Linked DNA regions of Anas platyrhynchos: region 1 is linked to region 2. Evidence: chromatin contacts called from public Hi-C data. All regions are on one chromosome and are shown on one strand. The core of a region is the stretch at or near the end of the contact, and the rest is flanking DNA. Distances in the headings are between cores, read along the strand shown. Region 1 overlaps APBB2 (amyloid beta precursor protein binding family B member 2). Region 2 holds the start of APBB2 (amyloid beta precursor protein binding family B member 2).

Evidence for each region. A called contact is a pair of places that touch in the nucleus more often than the background predicts.
Region 1: a Hi-C map of liver shows a contact between it and region 2, with 1.7 times the contacts expected there. The contact joins the enhancer-like site here to the promoter of APBB2 in region 2. A contact is called at or near these places in 4 of 8 Hi-C or Micro-C datasets (liver, skeletal muscle and subcutaneous adipose tissue).

What each region holds. Positions count from the first base shown.
Region 1 is chr4:55,404,760-55,408,819 of IASCAAS_PekinDuck_T2T, reverse strand. The region is part of intron 2 of APBB2 (amyloid beta precursor protein binding family B member 2); the gene reads right to left. Among named protein-coding and RNA genes, the nearest start is that of APBB2, 43 kb to the right of the region's middle. Within about 2 kb of position 2,084, at least 1 of the 8 cell types and tissues checked has an H3K27ac peak or open chromatin away from gene starts, as enhancers often do.
Region 2 is chr4:55,362,142-55,366,298 of IASCAAS_PekinDuck_T2T, reverse strand. It overlaps APBB2 (amyloid beta precursor protein binding family B member 2), which reads right to left and starts at 2,791. Exons shown (of 18, transcript XM_072037680.1): 1 at 2,634-2,791.

The sequences.
Region 1 (4,060 bases), core at 835-3,334, 43 kb before region 2:
GTTTTTGAAGGTCAGGAAGATGTAGTGGGAGGGAAGGCTTTCACTTATCCCATCATAGCTCAGCGCATTCAGGAGCATTTCTTTCACAATTAGTGGCTACAAGTGAAACTTGTGTGGTGCTGCATTAATTATGAGCTCTGCGAAGTGCAACAAAAATGAAGAGATTTGGTAATCCATTATTTACAGGAGGGGCCCCACCCTTCCCCTTCCTGGTTAGAAAAACATTCTGGGCAATGACCTTCTAATCCTACCTGTAGAAATTATTAGGATTTTTGAAATATAAGCTCTACATTACGTGCCAGGGCTGCAAGCCAGCTCTCACCCACCCAGATGAGCAGCCCATTGCCAAGCTCCCTCCCTTCCTCTGCAGGGAGGGCTCCAGCAGCCCCCCGTGCCATGCCATAGGGCCAGGACATGCTCCTGGAAAGGGAAGAGGGAGAGGTCAGGTCCTGCTGGGCCAGGACTGAACGTGGGGATGGGTCTCCTGCCTCCCCACAAGGCATGTCAACCACAGAAGGGACAGGGAGAAGAGAAGGGCTTGATATTCGTGACTGATACCCAGCTCCGTCCCCTCCGTTTTAGTGAATCTTTCTATGAAAAATGTCTGAAGTGGAAGTTGGAAGGTGGTTTTGGCTTTTCCTTTTTAGAGTTTTGCACAAAGGGACAAGGGGAATAAAGGGCAGACTAACAAACTTGCCTTTCACGCTGCTCTGGACTGAATCTGTATCCTCATTTTGGCAACTGCCAGATGTGCTTCGCATCCTGCCCAGGGCAAAGGACGAGTCTGCTGCTCAAATAGCTGCCTCTCAGCTCACTCCAGCTGTAGCACCAACACGAGCTGCTCCTTATATTTCTCCCCATGTTTACTTTAAGCTTCTTACCCAGAACTTCCTTGCCTACCTTGTGCTCTTCCTTCACGCCTCTAAAATAAAACCACCAGTTGTTTTCCAGGCAGCACTGCAGCTCTGTCCACGTGAAGGCGATGCTGCCTGAGGGGCTGCAGCATGCTGGCTCCCTGCCCTACAGCAGGGACTTCACCCTCCAGGCAAAACCCAGGGAATCCTGCACACCAAGGAGGTGCAATCTAGTCATGCAGACCCGTTGGTGGGGGAAGGAGAGCCCAGAAGCGTCCTGCACATAATTCCGGTGCCCTGAGACGGGTTTGCAGAGCACTCAGCATCCCCCCAGGCAGCATGAACCCTTCTCCCCCAACTTTCCATCCCCAAGCCTGTCCCTTTCCTCTAGCTTTCAGCGCTTCTCCAGCCATGACTGCTGCTCATCCTGCAGCAGAACCCAGACAGAAGGGACAAGTGGCTGCTATTATGAAACTGTCTGAGCAGACATCTGGGCTGAGGCTAGCAGTCCCGGGTTACGATGCCAAGAAGCCCAGCACAATCCCCACAGGGTACGCGTGTAGTGCTCCACGGCGACTGGCAGGGCACAGCCCCAGCACCTCTGCAGCCTGTTTTCCCCCCAGCGGATGGCAATCAGGTTGTGTTTTCTGTTCTCTTATCCCTCCTGACCCACGCTTTACAATTCACAGAGGCCACATTTGATTTGCTGCTAACACTTAAGCAGCAACACGAGTGTGCTTTGAAAATGCTTAAGCTGGAGGAGCTGAAGAGAAGGGGAAAAAATAAAAGTGGAAAGAAATCTTATTCAGTATTTGAAAGCAAAGGAGCCTGCAACTCCTCTCAGAGATCTTACCCTTAACACTCCACACAATGGGGTGCAACTTACTTAGCTGAGCATTTTTCCAGCTACACGTTAAGAAGCCAACTTACTTTTATGGAGACATCAAATTTTAAGGAAGGACTTGAAAGTCTGAGAATTCATGCCGATATATGGGACAGAGGGTAAACCACAAGGTTAGAGGCAACTAAAGATGTTTGTCCAGAAGCTGCTGGAGAGAAAAACATTTCCAAATGATTCAACTTCCCAGCAGACATACCAGCCTGGAGACCAGGTCTTATCTGTCACTTGGAGAAAGACCTGAGGGCGATGAGCATTCAGGTCACACACACCTTTTCTGCAGCAACCCACAGCACTGCTATTCCTGTGATAAACACCCACGGCACAGCAGGAGCCAGTGGCGATGAATAATGCAGGAGATGCAGTCACTCCACCACATATCATCCCCATGGGACACGGAGGCAGCATTTTAGCGTAAGCCATCCTTTTCCCCCCTCAGGGCACACCACGCTTTTTCATTATTTTCTCTCCCCTTCCCATTCCACGCATCCATTCGCAGGTCAAACCCAGCAAAACAGGACGGGCTGTTGGGGAAGAGCCGGAGACACAAGCAGGACTGCACAGTACCCTCTCATCAGGTGATGTTTAATACTACATCTGCTCAACACAGGAGCTCCACGAGCCAGAAACATTTTTCCCAACCAGGTACTCCTCAGTCCACGTTTCCCAAGAGATGTGCTTCACCATGAGGCACTTAGCAATGCCAGCCTGGCTCCTCTGCCACTTTCTGCCTTTCCACATCTTGCTTGGCCAGGCCCTCTGCCAGTACCGCTGACCTTTGCTCAGTTTTCACATCAGCTTGGGCATCCACTCACTCTACACATTTATTATGCCATTAGAAGAGCTTTGTCTCACATCTGCATTATTTCATGCTGTTTCTTTTACATTTATTTTCACATATTCAAGAAATCTATATAGGCATATCTGCCCAAGAGGAGATTTGAGAAAGTTCAGGCAGACTCTCAGACTGCGCACTTCGAATGAACGCACTGAAAAAATGCAAAACAAAAGGCTCAGGTCTCTCTCCCGTTTTAGTCATAATCAATGTTAATGATGCTGTTACAAGCCCTCCTGAATTTGGCTTCAAAGCCAGCCAGCAGTCTATACAGAACCCTTAACTGCAACTTCTGCAGCGTGTGCTAACAGAAACCACACCGAGTCTGCGTGCTAGGACAGCACGTCCAGAACTTCTTGCTGAGAAGCTGTTCAGCTGCAAAAGGGGATCTTCTCTTCTCTTTACAAGCCCTGGCCATTTCTGTTCAGGAGAAATGGGGAGAAGACATCACATTTTTTCTATACCATAAAAGATCTTCTGCAAAGCTATGAAGGATTTGGGATGCATCACTTATCCACGTGCTCAGTGGAATTAAGGCAGAACCACTGTTAGAATTAACTACCAGACCTGTCCCACCTCCATTACCTCAAATAAAACAATCGATTTTAATTTAAAAAATAAAACAAAAGCCAACAAAACAGGGTCAGTGAGTCCTGGGAATATTTCTTGCTCAGAATAGCTTGTGGTTAATAGGAAAGTCCTTATTTAGCTTATTGCTCGATTAATCATTTTTGCTAGCGAGCTGACTCACCATCCAGGGTTGATCTCTCCAGGAAGTAAAGCAGATAAAAAAAATACAGCAGCTGTGATTTCACAATTCTGACCAAGATAAATATATTTAGATTTATTTATTTATTTATTTGTAGTTAAGGCCACGGGTCTAGTGCTCTGAAGTACATGCTCAATTCCTTATCTCTGACAGGGAGATCTATCAGTGGAACAACAGCCTGAGGAAAAGAAAGGTCAACCTTTTGATCACCTACAGAAAAAAAAACAATCATCTTATTGCATCATAGGATCTGCTCTGACACTAAAACCTCTTCACTAGTGTATGCTTTTAGGTTTTATTTGTTTGTTGATTTTAAATATACCAACTGGAGGCCACTGGTAGAAACACTGCAGAAACGCTGACCAACTCCTGTAGCACCACCAGGAAAAAATACTCTTTCCACAGAAGAGAAATAAGGAAAACAAAAGATACAAAAGCATCAGCTTCAAAAAAAGTCATTAAAACCAGTGCCTAAAGAGTAAACTGCAAAACAACAAGAAATTTGGTACTTAATGGAGACATTATTTGTGCATCTTGCACTTGCTTCCTGTTTAGACAACGACTTGGCATTGAGTTTAGGATTACTTCTGACTTGAGGAGAGTGTTCACGAAGCTTTTGCCATAAATTATACAAAGTTTTCCTTGATCCTACAGGCTTCAGAAGTTTATTCCCTTAAATTTAGCCAAGTTCCATTGTGTAACAC
Region 2 (4,157 bases), core at 1,542-4,041:
AATTCACACCATCTGGATCAGCTGTCCCCTCCCAACTCCTGCTTTTACAGGATTTAACAATTGCTTCAATCAAGAAACACTTTTTCTGCGGTTTATTTTGTAACCTGAAGAATAAACTCAAACAGCTGTGATACACAAACTAAAGAATAGTCTTTTGCACAATTTTCACAATGAAAAATAGACATTTCCCCATAATCAGATACTGCTGCAAGCCAATACAACATTTTGGAGGAAAGAAAACCTAAACTTGTAAAATATTTCAGGAAGCAGCCACTAAGCACATCACAATCCTTTCTAAGCAGCGATACAAACCATAAAGCGAGCATTTATTCCAATGTCAGTTCTGAATGTCAGATTTTTAAAATAAGAAACATTAACACAGAAAATCCATGCTCGGTTAACTCACACGTACAGAAAAGGTTTCCCTGAGTCACCGAGCCTCAGCTCTTAATGCCACAGAGCCAGGCACATGACACAAACTTCCTCAATATATCTTTAAGAGCCAGCCAGGGGTCTTGCTCCCACTTCTCCCCTTTGAAGGTCATTCCAGAACCTCACTCCATTTAGGGAAGAAACGAAATTCCAGCCGAAGTTTATTCATGCCAGTTTACATCCATTTGTTCTCGTGCCAACATTGTTCTTTAGTTTAAATAGCTCCTCTCTGTTTCTACTGTTTATATGCCTGCTGTATCTGCAGATTGCAATCGTATCCCCTCTCAGGCCTCATTTCCTAGGCTAGACGAGCCAGGCTTTCCTTGTCTCCTCTGGTGCGATTGTTTCTTTACCCCAGCCACTCTCTGCACCTGCTCCACCAGAAGCACAAGTGAGAAGATGTGCCTGATATTCCCTGGTGCTCCCACCCATCCCACCAGTCCTTCCTGCCAGTCTCCTGCCAAACACGCCCCACCATTTGTCACCTTCTCCGTGGCAGCAGGACAGCAGCAGTTTAGCAAGTAAGGAGCTAACGTGCCCTGCACATCTCCTCCTGCTCTGGTGTTCCCAGCAGCTGAGTTCACAGAATCACAGAATTGTCTAGGTTGGAAGAGACCTCAAGATCATCGAGTCCAACCTCTGACCTAACACTAACCAGTCCTCCACTAAACCATATCGCTAAGCTGTACACCTAAACATCTTTTCAAGACCTCCAGGGTTCCTCGCTTACAGCACAGGACAGAGGCAAAACCTTGTCTTTTACCCAAAGGAGACATATGGGTGGTATCATCTCTTTTCAGCATGAATTTCAAGTGGGATTGCACATCCTAGGTCAGAGCTTCTGAAAAGCATGGATCTGCCATCTGATGGAGATGCAATCAGTTGATTACCTACCATCACCTACCAACTACCAGGTTTCACTGTGGCCTTCTCCCAGCCTCTGCCTGCTGTAAGGATTTCTCACCAATCTCAAGCACTCACGTTCCTCCTAACCAGCTCCTCAAGTCACAACTCTCTTCAGCTCCAACGCTGCACCAGTCCTCACTACACCCCCCCAAGCATTTCCTAAGCACGTCACTGTCCCTCCTGACCAAGGGAACAGCAGAATCCACCCAGTGCCCCACCAAAAGCTATCATTTTTGCTCACTGGCTCCTTAGCTGCAAAACTGAAAACAACAACAATAACCCAGGCTTGCAAGTTGTGCATCCCCTCTGCTAAGAAATGCTTCCCACATCACTGCGACCCACTGCTTAGACCTTCTCCTTCATCACAGAGGATGAAGTTCACTTGGGCTGCCTCAGTGTTAAGAATGGTCACACATTTCTCGTAACATGCAACAAAACTGGTATTCTTCTTGAAGAGTCCTCTCCAAATCTTCTCTTAAACAACCAGGAAAAAAAGAAAAGCCCCAAAGCGCTCCATCAAACACTCACTGCTGCAAAGGAAGAGTCAAAACACCCATGCTTAGCTTGGCTGCTTTACAGAAAGAAGTTAACCAGCCAAGATTTTGCCACAAGGTCACCGCACGAGGATGTCTCCCCCTCCGAGTGCTCCAGCATCCGCACACACTCCAGCTGAACCTAGGCAGAAAACACTTCCAACCGCAAGGCAGCCAACTCGCTGGCGCTTTTGGAAAGCAGCAGAGCATCAGGCAGCAGGGTGGTGGCGTGTGGGATGCCGAAGGAGCCGGAGGGACCCGGTGAGAAGCCGCAGGGCACGGCACGCCCGCAGCCGGCCCCCGGGGCAGCGCCGCGCAGCGCATCCTGCCCAGAGCCCAACCCTGCACAGCCTGCGGCACGGCAGCAGCACAACTGCGCCCTGCAGGCGGTGTGGGCTGCAATATTTGGTGCTGGAGGGGCAAGACCACAAGGTTGAGCCCCAGCAGGACACCGCCAGCAAGCCCCCCCGCACCGCCTGACATTAACGCGGCTCCGCGCTGCGCCCCGAGGGCTGCTCCCCCCGGGCTCCCACCCGCACGGCCCCCGAGCAGCAGTAACCAGCGCTGAAATCGCGGAAAGCCCCGAAACCCACCCAAATTTCCCCAGGGGAAGGCTCCGGGGCTGCCCGGGAGCCCCGCACCGCCCCGTCCCCGCCGCGGGGAGCGCGCACCTGCCCTGCCCGCCGCACCGCGCCGCTCCCGAGGCGCCCAGAGCCCGCTGCGGGATGCAGCCAGCCCTCCGGAAACGCTTCCCAGCCTTACCCAGGAAACGATTCCGGCCGCCGGCCGCCACCGCCGCCCCTCCTCTTCTCTCCTCTCTCCTCCCGGCTCCTCTCCCTCCTCCCTGGCCGCCGCCCAGCGCCGCGGCTCGCAGGGGGCCGGCCGGGCGGGGCGGCGGCGGCGGAGGGCGCACAACATGGCGCCGCCGGTGCCTCAGGGCGGCCGGCTCACACCTGCGGCTCCGGGAGCGGCTCCCGGCCGCCAAGGAGCTTCCCCCCGGGGCTGAGGTGGCTTCCAGGGCAGCTTTCCCGACCCTCAGGGGTTAGGGGTCGTGTGGGGAGGCAGCGGTGGTTTGTGCTGCCCCCCGAGAGGAGGGAGAGGCAGGCGGCTGCTTGACAAAGGGAGCGCGCTGGGGGTGCTCCAGGCAGCCCTGTGATGGTGGGGGGGCTCCAAAGGCACCCAGCGCGCACAGGGGGAAAGGTCCAGGGTGTGCTCCCAGACGTGGAAAATGAGCAAAAGGACCAGTCCTGGAAACCTCGAGGCTTTAAGGCACCTGCAGAACAACAGGAGCAGGTTGCGAGTGAAGCCCTGGGCATGTCTTGAGAGGAAGGAGCAGGGGATCACAGCGACGTTGTGGGGAGTTAGTAGGGAGGCTTAAAAGAGCACACCTGTGAGAAGCTCCTTCTGTTTAAAGCCTTACCAAATACTTGGGGTTCTGTCCTTTCAACGTAAGCTTTTGAGGTTACAGGGGAAAAAACTATTCATTACCAAGGCAAAAATATTAAAATGACACAGTAGCTGAGTGGCAACTGCAGGCGGATCTTTCATTCTTCCACCTAACAATCTTACAAAGACTGGAAAAGCAGGTGCAAAACAATCACTAATAAAATACAGTGCCACATCAGAGTAACCGAAGATGCCCTAGGAGGTCAAAGAAGACTGTTACAATAATGAAATGGCCAGGCTGATTTTCTCTTAAATTAAAACACACTCAGCAATCCTATTAAGAGTGCCCAAGACCATTTCAAAATTTATTGCACCATTTCTAATGGTGAATCTATTTATCTAGAAAGGATGTGTTTTTTTCCTATGCATTTCCAGAACCTTCACTATTTTGTTCTCTGGGTTTATAACTATGCCCCTAACAGCAGAACTTGGATGGACTGACTATAATTATAGGGACAATTAAGATGAATAGGAATATAACATCTTTAATTAGAAATATTTGTGTTTTTAGCAGGTCATACTGACATCCATCAGCCTAAAGAACAGAAAAAAGAAAAAAAAAAAAGCAATTATGAGCACTACTGTGATGAACAAGAAGAAGCGACAATTAGACAAAGATGTCATAGTTCAGAGCAAAGCACTTGGAAATTATACTTAATCACTTAACATCTTACTCCTAAATTTATTCCTCTTGTTTACAGTGGTACTTGCATTTTTCTCAAATGTGGACATGATTTAGTCAAGATTTGTATAAAAAGAACAATACTTACTTATGCTAAGACTCACATTTTAATTTACTCTTTCAGATCCAGAACATCCAAATTTTGGTGGACATCCAAA